Regions from separate parts of the Sus scrofa genome. Here region 1 is linked to region 2. The links are chromatin contacts, called in public HiChIP or PLAC-seq maps. All regions are on one chromosome and are shown on one strand. The core of a region is the stretch at or near the end of the contact, and the rest is flanking DNA. Distances in the headings are between cores, read along the strand shown. Region 1 holds the start of SPRED1 (sprouty-related, EVH1 domain-containing protein 1). Region 2 holds the start of FAM98B (protein FAM98B).

Region 1 (2,991 bases), core at 387-2,886, 200 kb before region 2:
ATCCCCATTTCATACAGGGACAGAATGTAAATAGCCTGCCTAGAACAAAAATTGTCTAGAATACAAATTATAACTGATGGGACTTGATTCAAATCCAAGCAGCCAATGTGGTGAGCAGCAGTATTGGAAGGAGAGGGGGCAGTTCCAACACTTCTCGTCACAGTTTCTTTGCAGGAACAATATGAAAAACATAGGTTCAGAGGCAACTTCTGACTATTGCCTATCCCCTTTACCTCTTCCTGTCACTAACACTACCCCTTCCTTGCCCTGAGAAAGGACAATTCTGCTGCAAGACAAGAAGCAAGAGTTATATAAAACCTCAGAAATCAACGGGAGGGTCTTTGGGCAGACTGATTCAACTCCTTTATTTATTCCTCTAGGATTGACTAAGCACCTACAATGTCCAAAATACTATATAAAGGCTTGGTCCAGACTCTCTGGAACAGCAGTCCTGAAACTTCCTGGAGATGGATGGCAAACGAGTGCTGACTTATTCGGCAGTCTCCCACTTTTTCTTTCTCAGGAATTGTTCTATTCCTCAAGGTGGCAGGAGCAGCAACCTTCGTCCTCGGGTCGCACAAACCCAAGGAGAGAAAAAAAGCACTGCACACAGAGCCATACTGATACCTAGGGAGATGCGTCAGAAACTTGGGACTCAGTCCACCAGGCCTGATCCAGTACAGGCTGCCTTTCTAGGTAGGTAAGAGATAATAGCACTTGCAGAGCCAGGAGCTGAGTCCTCTGGTCCGGCAGACCCTTAAACTCTGGCCCAAACCCCAGTAGGTTTCTGTGCAAAAACCTTTTGAGCTGAATGCATACATTGTCCTCTAACATTGCAAACGTGACAGCTGCCTATTGAATAATTGTTCCGCCTCGGTTTAGAGCAGTTCGTGCGTGCCACAGAGGCATCTTCTGCGCTATAGTTATGCAACCTCACTCGCAGCGGGAGTTATTTCCTGTGCTTCTGGCTGCGCCAGATTCATATAACACGCCTACCCAGGGCTTCAATGGAAGTCGTTCTCCATTAACAACCACGCTAGCTTTTTGAGATGAATGCCCCGCACAGAATACCCCTTGCTCAGTAAGAATCCAAGGTATTTAAACTCTTTCTCCCTCTCTAACACACACACACACACACACACTCCTTCAGTGCATGCAGCTAGGAGACTGCAGCAGTGCAACCAGAGGGACAGCAGGAGGAGCTCTCTTTGTACATGTAGTCCCTTCCCTCCAACCCCCACCAACTAAAGATGAACTCATGCCAGTTCCATTCTTTGCTCTGCAAGGAAAACACACACACACACACACACACACACACACACACACACACACACACACACAGCTGAACAGAGGAGCCTCCATTGCCTCCTTGAGCACGCTGTCATCCTAGCCTCTAGGTTCAAACAACCCGGATATTCCAAAGCGAGTTAAGGGGAGTACCGCGCCGCCACAATGCAACCTCCGGAGCTGCTCCCGGTGCAGCTCCCACCCCCGCCTCCTTCCGCGGCGTGCCAAGAGTTTGGAGCGCGCGCACGCACACGAGCACCGTGCCTGCGTATCCCTCCGCCTCCCTCCTCCTCTCCCCGCTCTGTGGCTCGACAACGATTTGGGAAATGAAGGGAGGAGGGAACTACTTTCCTGAAACTTGCTATGCTGCACACGACTTCGAGTTGCGGTGATTCGTCCTGAGGTCGCAGCTTTTAGCCCTCCTACCCACTACACCCTCACAGCCCGGTCACCCCGCTCGGCCACCCCGCCCCATACCCACTCTGGTTCTCCGGGAAGCTGGCGGTGCGGGGAAATCGCCAGGGACTACTTCGTCTCCTTCTCCCGCGGGCGCCCCCGGTTCGGGCAGCGGCGGCGGCGGAAGGAGCGGGCGGCGTGAGCGCTTCCGCCGCCCCCCTCGCGGCTCCCCTCTGGCGGGCGTGAGGAGCTGACCCGCCGAGCTGCTGCTGGGCGCAGGCTGCTGGGGGACCCGCGGCCGCTCCCTCGCTCTCCCGACGCTTCTCGTGACCCTGCCCCTGGGGCGCGTCGCTCTTCTCCGGCCCGGCTGGGGGCGGTCGGTCCGCCTGCCCCTGCCTCACACGCGTCCCGCCGCCCCCTCCTCCCTCTTCTGGAACCGTCCCGGCCAGAGCGTGTCTGGAGGAATCCGCCGCCCTGAGGCCCCTCGCCCGCTTCTGCTCGTCCGGAAGGACCGGCCCGGTCGCCGCCGGGGACTGAGGGCAGCCGACCGCGAGGCGGGAGATGGTGGGGTGGGCTTCCGCAGGACCGCGCTGCCGCCGCCCGGGTCTGGGCTCGGCACCCCCCCGCCGGCCCCCACCGAGCGGAGCCCTGCTTCCTCCTCGCCGCATCCTTGAGGGAAGCGCCGCCTCTGCTCCTGGGTTCTCCGCCCGCCCGCTCCTTCCTGGCCGGACCCCGCCGCGCTCCACCCCAGTGGCCGGAGGAGCAGCTCTCCAGTCTGCCTTTGCAGCCCCCCTGCCTTTTTTCTTCTCCTCCCACCCTCCCTGGCTTCCTCGGATCTCTTGGCTGGGCGCTGAGGCGGGCGAAGAGGCTGGGGTCGCCACGGTGGAGGTTGTCGCCGCCACCCCCCTGCGGGGGTGGCCGGGGTTCCCGGCTGGGGGGGTACCGTTCCGGGTGAGACATCCACCATGGTGAGGCCCCTGAGCCGCTGCCCCCGCGCCCCCCCGGCCGCCGCTGCCTCTTGCCCCTCGGTGCTGCTGCTGCTCCTGCGTCTGCTGTTGCTCCTCCATCTCCAGATCGGATCACGGTGAGGGAAAGATGAGCGAGGAGACGGCGACTTCTGACAACGAGTAAGCACCTTACTGATCTTGATTACTTACCACCCCTCCCATAGCCCCCTTCCTTGGCACTCCCCCAGACCCCTCAGAGACTTAGGTGCTTGCAACCCTGGAGAGTTCGGTGCATCTTGCTGTGGAGAAAACATTTGTTTTTTTAGCCATTTTATTTAATGGCTGCACCCCACCCCCTCAC
Region 2 (3,272 bases), core at 210-2,709:
ATGGCTGCAACCTACATCACAGCTTACTGTAATGCCAGATCCCTGGCTCATGGGAACGAGGCCAGGAATTGAACCCGCATCCTCATGGATTCCAGTTGGATTCGTTTCTGCTGTGCCATGAAGGGAATTCCCAGAAAGAAAGTACTTTCTGTAACTTCAGCTCTTTGAAGTGGGCAATAACCACTCAGAATATGCATTCGCTGTCTGGTTTAGAAATGAATTCAAATATGTTAAGCTGCAAATCATTTTTTTTTTTGGTCTTTTGTCTTTTTAGGGTTGCACCCGCGGCATATGGAGGTTCCCAGACTAGGGGTCTAATCAGAGCTGTTGCTGCCTGCCTACGCCACAGCAACATGGATCCTTAACCCACCAGGAACTCCAACGCTGCAAATCATTTTATACTTGAGTCTAGAGTAATGGTAGAGGAGTCATTATTGAAATCTATTAAAATTTATGGGTAAACTTTCCCGAGGGGATTTTTACAAATTTATTGGTAATCTTTTTATTTGTAACAGTGATTAGGGAGATGAGGCTTTACTGACTTCAGTGGATTAGGGCCAGGCATTTTATGTATTCTGTAAGTCATAGGACAGTCTTTTACAAAGACTAATAATTACTGTGTTTTGCACAATTTTTTTTCTTTTATGGCAGCTCTGCCCCATGGCATATGGAATTCCTGGCCAGGGATCAAATCCAAGCTGCAGCTGCCACTTAAGCTACAGCTGCAGCAACACACTGTGCCGGGTGGGATGTTTTCCACAACTTTGAATAGCTTTTCTGGATATTCATATGGGTGATGTAATGTGCTGATTCCCTTTTACCTATGAACCTAACTTTTTTTTTTCTGTGTCTCTTAGATAGAGACTGAATTCTCCATAAATTATACACAGAGGGAATACTGTGTTTTCTTTGGAGATTCATGGAGAGTTAGTCACAATTTTGGAAAAGCATATCATTTACTCTATTCTCTATTTTTGTTTTTTGTATAACTGACATTTTGTCAGCAGTAAACACATTGTAGGTATGTTGAAGAGGATTCCAGATAGATGCAAACATCTGATCACTTCATCTTCTACATTTCATAATGAAACAGTTATAAATTTCCTTCTCTGTTTTCTTCAAAGTTGGAGCATTGTTGTGTATATTGACTTAAAATTTGGGGGGTAGGTACATGATTTTATGTACAATTTTAGCTCAAGATTATATTTCATTTTAGGATTTTTGTTCTAAACAGAGAGGTCTGCGATTTGGCAGGTTGACAAGTTGAGTGGAATCACGATGTATACTAAGATCCAACACAAACAAGCCTTCTTATTACTACTATTTATTGTTATTTTTTATTTTTAAAAGTTAGTATTGTTAGCTAAAGTGATTTTGATTCCAAGGGCCCATCGCCTCAGGGCGGGGAACATTTCCGCCCCAGGTTAGAGGCACTCCTTAGCAGTCCAGGTTGAGACCCCACCCGGAACCTTGGTGCCGTGACGCTAGTTTCCGGCGGGCTCCTTAGAGTGTGGAACAGCTTTGGGGCAAAGGACCATGAGAGGGCCGGAGCCGGGTCCCGAACCCACAATGGAGGGGGACGTGTTGGACACACTAGAGGCGCTGGGGTAAGTAGTCCTGGGACCGATTTTTCCCCCCCGAAAACGTAAGCTCTCCCTCCGCTAGGCTGCTGCAGTCTCCTCCCTGTGGGCCTCCGCCAGGCTCCCGCCGCTCGGCGCAGGCCTCTTTCCCCGCCTCGCTGCCTCCGGCGCCGACGGAGTTAAGAGGGAGGCGGGAGAGAAATCCGTTTGAGGGGTGGAGCAGGGCTGGAGAGAGCTGGGGAGCGTGGCCCCCTCTTCCAAACTCCTTCCGAGCTCTGCACTGGGGCCCGCAGAGAAGGCGTGGAGCGGCCTGCCTGGCAGCACTCCTTTGGGGAAGCGTGTCCCTGCCCTGCGGGTCATATTTTTGTTGACGTGGTTGTTGTGCCCAGGGCGGGGGGTGAGGTGGGCACTGGGGACCAGGGTGCAGCTGCCGACTATTGTCTCCTGTGTCTTATAACCTGTGGCTTACTTAGGGCGCCAGAGACAATTTCTCCTGCTTCCTTGACTTAAGAAAGGGTTTTAGTTCAGTGTAAGTCTATTCCTTCAACCGTTTCTCGTTAATGCATATTTATGTGCTAGGCAGAGGAAAAAGTTTTCATATTACTAGTAGTTTACTTAGTCCTGGGGACTACAAAGAGCCTGCTGGTGTTTGCAATTCAGAATAGTACGTGCTATGAGAGTTCCTGGAATGATGTTAATACTTTCAGGTCTGGGGATCAATATATGCAACTTAGGCTCTCCCTCAACATCGGTCTTATTCTTCTCCACAGCCCTTGTCCCTATCCCAAATTATCTTGTCCTGCACATTTGTTTATTGTCTCTTGAACATCCATCCCCACCCTCCAACCCCTAAAAGTCAGCTCCAGAACAAATGCTTTACCTGTCCTCTGCCCAACAACATTCTGCAACTGTTGTGTAGTGCAATAAATAGTGGTTTGGTGAATGGGTAAATGAATGAAAAAGAAGAGTTCAAAATAGAGAGTGCACAGAGGTGAGTACTCTCAACTATATGGCTGAGAGTGAAAAAACACATTAATTAAAGAAATTGGCGCCATCTGCACAATTGTGTGCCCTGCCACATCCTGGGGTTTCTTGAATAGAATAGGCTGTCCTTTGCGGTGTTGTCCTGGAGCTCCAACTACCCCTCCTCCCTCCTTTATTTTTCTTAAAACTGTACTTACTCGTCTATCAACTGCTTCTTGTGGACCCTGACAATATCCACTTAGCAGTGACTTACTGTTACTGAGCCTCTCACTTAGTAAGTCCTGACTAATGAAAGAACAGAACCTGTAATTAATTATTTAGGGGCCATTTTTACTTGTGTGAAATCTCTTGGAAATTTTTACTTAACTTGGTTACTAGTAACCAAAACAAGAAGTTCAAATACTCACTCAGTTTGTGGTATACACCAGACAAAAACAGTTTTTTACAAGCTCCAAACATGATTTTGATGCACAGATGTTAAAATCAGACTGTTAGAACTGAGACTTCTGAAATCATCTGTTCCACCCTGTTCCTTTCAAAGATGAGGAAACTAAGTTATTTCTACCCTCTTTTCATTTATAGTGTACTTCACTAAATTGTTCTTTCACACAAATTTTCCCTTTTAATTTCTCCATTTAATTTTCTTTTTTTTACCTGTATACACTTTTTTAAATGGCCACACCCACAGTATATGGAAGTTCCCAGGCC

The links. HiChIP or PLAC-seq counts read pairs in DNA pulled down with a chosen protein or histone mark.
Region 1: an H3K27ac HiChIP or PLAC-seq map of alveolar macrophages shows a contact between it and region 2. The contact joins the promoter of SPRED1 here to the promoter of FAM98B in region 2. A contact is called at or near these places in 2 of 2 datasets of contacts at active chromatin or transcription factors (alveolar macrophages and skeletal muscle).

The regions. Positions count from the first base shown.
Region 1 is chr1:133,015,370-133,018,360 of Sscrofa11.1, reverse strand. It overlaps SPRED1 (sprouty-related, EVH1 domain-containing protein 1), which reads left to right and starts at 1,636. Exons shown (of 7, transcript XM_003121622.6): 1 at 1,636-2,810. The coding sequence starts at 2,779. LOC106506784 (basic salivary proline-rich protein 2-like) reads right to left here and starts at 2,750. Exons shown (of 3, transcript XR_002345566.1): 1 at 1,769-2,750.
Region 2 is chr1:132,817,478-132,820,749 of Sscrofa11.1, reverse strand. FAM98B (protein FAM98B) reads left to right here and starts at 1,459. Exons shown (of 8, transcript XM_005659764.3): 1 at 1,459-1,607. The coding sequence starts at 1,537.